Linked DNA regions of Sus scrofa: regions 1 and 2 are each linked to region 3. Evidence: chromatin contacts called from public Hi-C data. All regions are on one chromosome and are shown on one strand. The core of a region is the stretch at or near the end of the contact, and the rest is flanking DNA. Distances in the headings are between cores, read along the strand shown. Region 1 overlaps LOC110260766 (a long non-coding RNA gene). Region 2 overlaps LOC110260765 (a long non-coding RNA gene). Region 3 holds the start of PRICKLE1 (prickle-like protein 1).

Region 1 (3,041 bases), core at 138-2,637, 99 kb after region 3:
TATTTTTAGTGTTATGTTTAGATTCCTTTCTCTTTATTTTTTGTATATCTATTATAGATTTTTGGCTACTGTGCGGTTCATATGTTATATCCTATATATATAAGTGTCTATTTTAAGTTTATGATGTCTTAAGTCCAAATACACTCTAAAAGTCTTAAATTTTATTCCCACCTCCATGTTTTATGTTTTTGACATTTTACGTTACATCTTTTAATTTTGGAAGTCTCAACTTCCTATTGTACACACACAAAATTTTACTATTTTTAAGAAAACCTCACAATAGCTTTATGTTTGCCTTTATCAGTGAGATTTTTTTCTTTCATAGTTTTCCTATTTCTTGTAGTGACCTTTCCTTTTCCATTTAAAGAAATCCTTTAAATTTCTTGTAAAAGTGGTTTAGTGGTAGCGAACTGTTTTAGCTTTTGTTTATCTGGGAAACTCTTCATCTCTCCTTCAATTCTTAATAATGACCTTGTTGGGTAGGTATTCTTGGTTGTACTTTTAGCACCTTGGGTATATCATGCCACTCCCTTCGGGCCTGCAAAGTTTCTGCTGAAAAAGAATCTGGTAGTCTTATGGAGATCCCCTTGTACATAACTAGTTGTTTTTTCTTGGTGCTTTTAAGATTCTCGTTTTATTTTTAACCTTTGACATTTTAATTATAATGTGCCTTGGCATGGGTTTCTTGGGGTGCATCTTGTGTACACCTCTCTTTGATTCCTGGACCAAATGTCTGTTTCCTTTACTAGGTTAAGGATATTTTCAGGTTTATGTCTTCAAATAAATTCTCTGACCCTTTCTATCACTCTTCTCCTTCTGGGTCCCCTATAATGTGAATATTAGAATACTAGTATGCTTGAGGTCCCTTAAACTATCATTTTTTTTAATTATTATTATTATTATTATTATTATTTTTTTTTTTGCTATCCTGACTAGATGATTTATACTACTAGGTCTTCAGATTCCTGATCTGTTCTTTCACATCCTTTAATCTGCTATTGATCCCTTTATTATATTTTTCATTTCTACTGTGGTATTTTTCCATTATAATTGCTTTTTTATATTTTATATTTCTTTGTTGAAGGTCTTACTGAATTCATTCATTCTTCTCTCCAGTTTGGTTGGCATTTTTATGACTATACCTTTGAAATATTTATCTGCTTTTTTTTTTTTTTTTCAGTTCTCTTTCTCTAAGGCTTTATCTCATTCTTTCATTTGGAAGGTCTTCCTTTTTCTACTCATTTTGCATAACTCTTTGTATTTGTTTCTTTGTATTAGGTACTTTAGCTATAGCTTCCAGTCTTGAAAGAGTGACCTTATGAGGAAGGTGTTCTGTGGGGCTCAGTGTAGCCATCCCTGTGGTCACCAGAGCCAGGTGTTCCAGGTGGAATCCCCTCTGTGGGCTTCGTGCACCCTCCTGTTGTGATTGGGTCTGTTTGTTGTGAGTGCCCTTGTCAGGCCAGCTGGCTGAGCAGTCTGGCTGTGACTGTCGCAGGCATGCTGATGTGAAGGGCTTGCTCCTAGCATGACTGGCTGTGAGGCCTGGCTGCAACTATTGCAGGCATGCTGGCATGTGATGCCACTTTAGAGGGGCATCAGTGCAGAGTGACACAGCTTGCCAGGCGGGGTGGGGTTGGAACTGCTTTGGTGGGGCCAACCACAGCAAGTGGGTTGGGTGGGACTGGTTCTCAAGAGATGCTGGAGCAGTGCACATGGTATTAGTTAGGTGGAAGGAGAGTAAAATAAATGGCACCCTTCAGTGCTTTTGCTCAGAGAGAAAGTTCTAGCATATCCCTGCCCTCTGGCACATGCCCTATAATTAGTCAATAAATTTCCTTCTCATATGATATAGGCACTTTTCAACCTGCTGCCTCCATGCTGGAATTTGGAGCAAGTGAGTTTGTGTTCAAGAACTGCAAGAGCAGAGTCATTTGTGCAGATTTCTGGCTCTCCTGGATGTAAGCACCACTAGTTTTCAGAGACATTCACCATGGTGTCTTGTCTTCCTAGTGCAGGTAACTCAGGCTGGGAGTTGGATGTGGGCCTTGGACCCCTTTCTCCTGAAGGATGGCCTCCATGCTTGTGACATCCCTCCCACTTGTGAGTTGCTCTACCATGGGTATTGGTTCTGACCAAATTGCATCTTTGTCCCGCCTACCTGTGTTGATGTGGCCTTTTCTTTATATCTTTAATTGTAGAAAATCTGTTCTGCTAATCCTCATGTCTTAGAGATAGTCGTTCTATATTTAGATGTAGTTTTGGTGTGTCCATGGGAGAGGGCACCTCAGGATCTTCCTACTTTACTATCTTGATTTGGACCCCTCAGAATTTACTGTCCTATCTCTTCAATCAGATTGTCATATTTCAGCTTGTGGGAAGAGACTAACTCTTAACCATATTTTCTCAAGGTGAAGACTTTAATGGGAGTTTCTCAAAGTGTGGTCCTCAATATCCCATATGAAGGATATCTAGAAAGTCTAACTAAACATGCAGATTCTAAGGCCCCACCCATCTTACTAATCCTGTATTGCCTACAGTGAGGACCGAGAACAGGGATTGCAACAATCCTTTCCCCTGGTGATGCCTATGCACACTAAATTTGAGGACTGCAGCCTCATAGGCACAAGGAAGATATATGATGTCTGGCTTGAACTGCTTCCCACTGACATTCCTAAGATACCCTCGGGTTAAGTCTCTGAGGGCCATAGGGACCAGCAGGCTGGGCCTAAGAGTAGAATTTGTACATGCATTCATTTAACAAACATTAATCATGATCTTACTCTGCTAGGTATAGGTATATGATGGGGAGATGGACTGAAACAGTCTCCACCTCTGGATTGTAAAACTTAAAGAATCTGCAAATAGTCCCTTCATCACCATTTTCTCTTCATTTCCCTTTTTTTATTCCTCATATATTTTGCGGTATCTTCTGTTAGCCAGATTGTGTTCTATTGTTTTTACAAGACAGACAAAAAGCCTCCCCTCTTATAGAGTTCACGTTTCAGCAAGGAGAAAAGGAAAATAAACAAGTAAACCAAGAT
Region 2 (2,979 bases), core at 208-2,707, 76 kb after region 3:
TGTGTGTATGTGTATAACTGAATCACTTTGCTGTATACTTGAAACTAACATAATATTGGAAATTATCCTTCAATTGAAAAAAAAAAGAAGGCAGCCTTTGGATCTATATTTGTGATAAGTGTATGACTTACCTGTTCAAATTTGAAATAAAATTTATACAAAGCCTTCAGGATCTGTGTATCTCAGGAAATCTTGTAGGTTCAAACCAAACCAAACCCAAAACAAAAGCAACCCTGAAGTTCCTTCTTTTTCTTTTTCGGGTCATCATACGTGCAGCATATGGAAGTTCCCAGGCTAGGGGTCACATCAGACCTATAGCTGCTGGCCTATAATCCGAGCCTTGTCTGAGACCTACACCACAGCTTGCGGCAATGCCAGATCCCCTACCCTCTGATCAAGGCCAAGGATGGAACCTGCATCTTCATGGATACTAATCAGATTCATTTCCTCTGCACCACAGCAGGAACCTACTCCTTAGTTTTCTCAATTAGAATTTTTCTTGATTCTGCACAATCAAAACAATACATAAACAAATTTGGTGCTGAGGCTGCTCTACGATTGCAACTATTATCCATAAATCCCAGTTTCAAATTTTGTATGTATATGTTTGTATTTCTATTTCTATTTTTTTTAGGGGGGTCTTTTTGTCTTTTTAGGGCCGCACGCATGGCATGTGGAGGTTCCCAGGCTAGAGGTCCAATCGGAGCTGTAGCCGCCGGCCTAAGCCAGAGCCGCAACAACGAGGGATCTGAGCCGCATCTGCAACCTACACCTCAGCTCACGGGGAGAGAATAGAAGGGCTTTATCCTCTTTGCGTCTTGGACAATTGGCTTTTCCTAGACCCCGCTGTTTCCGTTCTATAGTTCATCTCCTTCATCTGTTCAATAGAATATTTTTTTGTTTGTTTGCTTCTTAGGGCCGCACTCGTGGCATATGGAAATTCCTAGGCTAGGGGTAGAATTGGAGATGTACCTGCCAGCCTCCACACCACAGCCTCAGCAACACGGGGTGAGAGCTATGTCTGTGAACTATACCACAGCGCACGGCAATGCCAGATCCTTAACCCACTGAGCGAGGCCAGGGATCGAACCCACATCCTCATGGATACTAATCGGATTTGCTTCCTCTCTGCTGCCAGGCAGCTCCCTGTTCAAGAATATGATAACCTCTCTCTAGAGCGCAAATGATTTATTCTACCAAGAATGGCTCCTTTTACCCCCTAGCCTTTAAAGTCTCGTAGAAATTTACCTGTTTCATGAGCGTTTCATGAGTTAGAGGCAGCACTTAAAACTGCTTAGCACTTTGTTGGCACTTCTCTTAGAATTCTTAACACTGCCAATGCCTGTTTCCCTGATTAGGTTTCAGTACCATTCTTGGCAGGGTCACCATCTTGTTCGCCTTCATGACCCTTCCTGTGGTTTCTCAGGAAATGCTTGTTGAATTCCATAAGGCAGCCTGAAGTGGTGCCAAAATTGTGCAATCAGAGTCAAGACACTTGGCAGCCATTCTCAGGCCTGAGCCAGGTCTGTCCATAATCAGGCCTTGAGAACGGTGTTATGGCCCCAAAGATGCTTCGCCTTTCTGGGCCTCCGTTTGCTCTTCTGGGACACGAGACGTTTAGAGTGGGTCTGTTGTTCTCAATGAGGTGTGATTTTTCAACACCACTGGTGTCCAGAAGGTCTGGCATGTCCTTAGTGGGCATCCTTGACTGGTTACACAACTCACGAGATGCCTTCTGGTTCCAGAAATAGATGTGGATTGATGGATATTGCTGTGGCTTGGAGGTGGATGGAAGTGAGCAGATTGGAGTGAAAGGTTAGTACTTAAGAGACAGAAAAACAGAGAGTTGGAGCAATTCTCTAAATAATAATAGCTAGTATTTATTAAGCCAGGCATTGTGCTAAGGGCTTGGCGTGCATTCTCATTTAATCCTCCCAATAATACCTTTATGAGGCAGATACTATTACTACACCCATTTAATAGATGAAGAAATTGAGGCCTAGAGAGTTTAAACAATGAGCCAAATTGCTAAATTAGGTGACTAAGCCCTGGAACTGGGCTCAAACCTGAGTTCCCTGACCCCAGAACCTGTATTTAAACACCCACTGGCTGCCTCTCTCTTAGCTGTTGCTTGTGTAGTGGGGGTTGTGATCATGTAGGGAGTTGTCATATGATTCTTATAAATATTGAATTTATTAGTTTGCAGTTCCTCTTCCCTACTGGTGCCTGCCAAGTGATGTGTGCCTTCAGAAGAATAATAGTTTTTATGAAGACAACGCAAAGCGACATCATCTGGCTATTTAATTATTATTTTTTTGGCCACATCTGTAGCATATGGAAGTTCCCAGACCAGGGATCAAACTTGAGTCACTGCAGTGACAACACTGGATCCTTAACCACTAGGCCACCAGGGAACTCCTAATTTTGGAAAATTTTACAGCATACCACTCCAGACGCATGCAACAGTGGCATCTTTTTATCCTGTCATACATACCAGGACCGATTTGGTTATATGAAAGGAATTTTCTGAAGGAAATGCCTGGGGTGAAGGAAAGATCTGGTGTTACGAGATCACCAAAGACGGGAAATGTAGCAAAGCTTGAGAAACTCACTCGGAGTTCTCATTAGTGGTGAGGGAAATGAGGCACAGATAGAACAATGATAATCCTCTTCCGTTTGCAAAATGTTTCACTCCACAGAGTGATCGAGTAATTAGCTCTGACGGCACCCCAGACACGGTTCCTATTTCTCTATGTGAACAACTCCCAGATCTACCCTTTCTCCCCCAGTTTCCCTATCGTTCCCTCATTTCCAGCTGCCTCTGTAATGTCTCTGCCTGATGAAGTGGATTTGGCTTCTGCTGAGCACAACTGATTTTCCCCTCAGTTGTTTCTCGCACCCAGTTGCCTGGTCTTTGTGGGCAGAACGCCTTCGTCCTCGTCTGATAAGAACTTTGTCTTAAGGTCAGTTCTGCTCTAA
Region 3 (3,003 bases), core at 329-2,828:
TTCACTCAGGATAATGGAGACAGCAAAGGCTTAGTGGGAAAAGGCCAGTTGTCACCTAAGTGACAGGCAACAGCTGAGCTCACACATCTGGAGCCAGACCGGGCAAACATGCAGCGACCCTCACCGGTCTACACCTTGGGTCTGTCTGAAGTAACAGATGGACGTTCCTTTTACTCCAGAAGCATATTAAAAAATATATCTGATGGGGAACCACATCAATTATGTAACGTCGGCTGCAGACACTGCCTTCCGAAGTACTGATTCAAATTGGGAGGTCGGCAAAACTGTACCGCAGGCACACACAGAATTTCATTACCTACACCCTGTCCTTCATAAAAGCCATAGGAAAAGCCACATATATACCCACGCTTTTTATAGCACAGATGCATCTGAACTCCTCCGGAGAGGCAGGAGCCTCACAGGCTCTTCTCCTTTAGGCAGTTCCCGTGCTGGCTTCCTCACCTTGCTCAGGGCCACAACAGCTGCTTCCCATACTCTTCAAAATCAGCAACCAAACGTGTTTGGCTTGTGATTCTGAGTCCTCCTTAGGCAAGCTGGAACTCTGCGGAGCCAGCCATCCTTCCCCCACCCCCACCTCCTTCTTCAGCCTCCCCAAGACAATCTGTGGACAATTTTCCCAAAGTCCCCAGAATAACACCGCACTGCCAATAGTCGCCGGCGATGCCGTTTGTTTTTCTTAGAGGGCAATGTAAATTTAACAGCTTTCTGCTGCATCCTGAGTCCCGGTCCTGCTAATTATTAACATGCCTGATTTCTTCAACTTTTTCTCCCTAAAGGGAAGAAGACGCTCCCATTCTTTCCCATATCCGTGTTACATTCAGAAAACACCACTGCTGGGGCGGGAGGGGAGCGGGGAGCTGGTGCACCCCAGCCAAAAAGCAATCGGTCCTTTCCCCCAGAGCCTTAGGAGAGAATCCGCACCCTCCCCGCGGACGCCAGTAGGTGACAGGCGATCCTAAGCGGCGGACACAGGCCAACCTTCCTGGCCTCGTTGCGTCCCGCAGAGCCCTAACTCTGGGGCCACTGAGCGGGTTTCCCCGCAGGAGAGAATCAAGAGTTGGTTGTGATGCAGCAAACCGGAGCCGTGCGTGCAGCCTATCCGAAGCCCTCTTGGTACTGCAGCCCCAGTATCTGCTTTCGCTGTCTACACAACCCAACAAACCAATTATACCCATCTCCCCCATTTTCTGCGACACCAACCCAGCCTGGGTGCCAATGACCCCCCGCAATGACGCGGACCTTGCCCGGCCCTTCCCCTGCGCGCTCGCCCCCCACCGCCGCACCCGTAGCCCTTCTGCGGAGCCCACTCACCCGGGCGAGGGAGCCGGACTCGGCTAGACGGTCGTCGGCGCCGCGGCGGGTCTGCGGAGCTGCGGTCCACGGAGTCAGGGGCGGGCGAGGGTGGGCAGGACGCGAACCATCCGGAGCCCGGGACGTGGCTGGGGCGGCCGCGGCGCCCCCGCGGAGGTCAGTGCAGGCAGCGCGAGGCGGGCACGCTCCGGGGCGCGCTGTCGGGCGCGGCGGCCGCGGGAGGCGGCGCTCGCTGGGTTGCAGGCAGAGTGCGCCCCGCAGCCCAGCCCGCGCCGCGCCACCGCGCACCCCGTCCTCGGCCGCGGGCCCGGCGCGAGCGAAAACGCGGAGCGCGGATGCCGCCGCGGGATCCGGGACGCTCGCGCGCCCACGCGCCCCCTGCTCGGCCACGAGAGGCAAGATCTGCTCCCGGCTCCTGCTGCAGAGGGCGCGGGGAGGCCGGGCGTGCAGGACTTGCTTGGCGCAGCGGGAGGGCTGAGCTGGGCGCCAGGGATCTGTTGCACGAAGTTCGCAAGGGCACAACCCAGATTCTCAAGTGCTGTTGGGTCGTCTCCTCTGCCCCGCCCCCCCCCTTTTAAAGGCTTCTTCTTTTTTTTTTTTTTTTTAAACAAACCATTCTGATGGATGGAAAGACAGGAAGGGTGAAAGGGGGGGAAAAGACAAACCCAATTTCCTCTGATCAAACGATTTGGGGGTTGCCTCTTTGGGTTTCTTTTCCTTTGACTTGGGCGGGGGCGGGGAGAGTTAATTAAACTCTTACTTAGATTCCTTCCGGCGCGCGCCTCGCCTTGCTGGGGGCCCGCTTGGACTCGATCCTACCTTGTGTAACCCCCCTCTGGGCTGTCTCCACCTCGGAGCAAGCAACCAAAGATTTGGCTTTTAGTCCGTTCCCTTCCCTCCTAGACGGTGCTGGTCATATCGAAATCTCAAAGTCTGGGTACTGCACAGGAGAACCTCAGCCCATCGCCATGTCCCTGGCCCGATCCAAATTAGCGTGGCGCACTTCAGGTCGTGTTTAAAGCATTAATTTGATCTCGAGGATCATTTTTCATCGGCCTGACTGCTCTCCATGTTTTCAGTCTGCCCAGTTTCCTGGGCTGGGCTCTCAGGCAAAGTCGCTCAGGGTGAATTGGGGCTTAGCTTGTTTGAAAGTTCTACCCTGACATCTGTGTCATCTTAGAACCTCAAAACCCCTCGCTCTTTCCAGCTTCAGATCAGTGGAGTCTCACACCGTGTGGGTACCGTGTCCCCTGGGGTTACAGAGGGCACATCTCTGCGGCAGCCGCTGAGCCCAGCTTGACAGGTGTCTCTGCAAAGCTGGGGCTTCATTGACCTCTCAATCCCTTCCACAACCCTCTAGGACACTGTAACATCTTCCAAAAAGATGAGGATGTGTGGGAGGGGCAGAGGGGATTGATGCATTTTCTATTTCTTTAAGAAAAATCAAAAGAGTCAATTTCAAAAATTTTCAGAATAACGAGTTTCAGTTATCATTGGGAATAAAATAAGGGAATTCTCGACAGATTCAGAGTTGATGTAAAAAAAGGATTAAAGCAATAACATCTAAAGGCAGAGGAAGGGGAAATGTTACAAATCTTGGGGAATGTTTGGCCTCAGCCCTGGGCTCTGTAATTCCAAGTCTGATTCAGATCTCCCTGCACTGTAGAAACT

The links. A called contact is a pair of places that touch in the nucleus more often than the background predicts.
Region 1: a Hi-C map of fetal heart ventricle shows a contact between it and region 3, with 2.7 times the contacts expected there. The contact joins the enhancer-like site here to the promoter of PRICKLE1 in region 3. A contact is called at or near these places in 6 of 47 Hi-C or Micro-C datasets (embryonic fibroblasts, epiblast stem cells, fetal heart ventricle and 2 more).
Region 2: a contact with region 3 is called in a Hi-C map of skeletal muscle, with 3 times the contacts expected there. The contact joins the enhancer-like site here to the promoter of PRICKLE1 in region 3. A contact is called at or near these places in 5 of 47 Hi-C or Micro-C datasets (embryonic fibroblasts, fetal skeletal muscle, mesenchymal stem cells and 1 more).

Annotation. Positions count from the first base shown.
Region 1 is chr5:73,924,479-73,927,519 of Sscrofa11.1, forward strand. All of the region lies in intron 1 of LOC110260766 (a long non-coding RNA gene), which reads left to right. Among named protein-coding and RNA genes, the nearest start is that of PRICKLE1, 99 kb to the left of the region's middle. Within about 2 kb of position 1,388, at least 1 of the 83 cell types and tissues checked has an H3K27ac peak or open chromatin away from gene starts, as enhancers often do.
Region 2 is chr5:73,901,389-73,904,367 of Sscrofa11.1, forward strand. The region is part of intron 2 of LOC110260765 (a long non-coding RNA gene); the gene reads left to right. Among named protein-coding and RNA genes, the nearest start is that of PRICKLE1, 76 kb to the left of the region's middle. Within about 2 kb of position 1,458, at least 11 of the 83 cell types and tissues checked have an H3K27ac peak or open chromatin away from gene starts, as enhancers often do. A contact at or near this core is called in embryonic fibroblasts, fetal skeletal muscle and skeletal muscle, where this site is marked.
Region 3 is chr5:73,824,951-73,827,953 of Sscrofa11.1, forward strand. PRICKLE1 (prickle-like protein 1) reads right to left here and starts at 1,579. Exons shown (of 8, transcript XM_021092560.1): 1 at 1,333-1,579.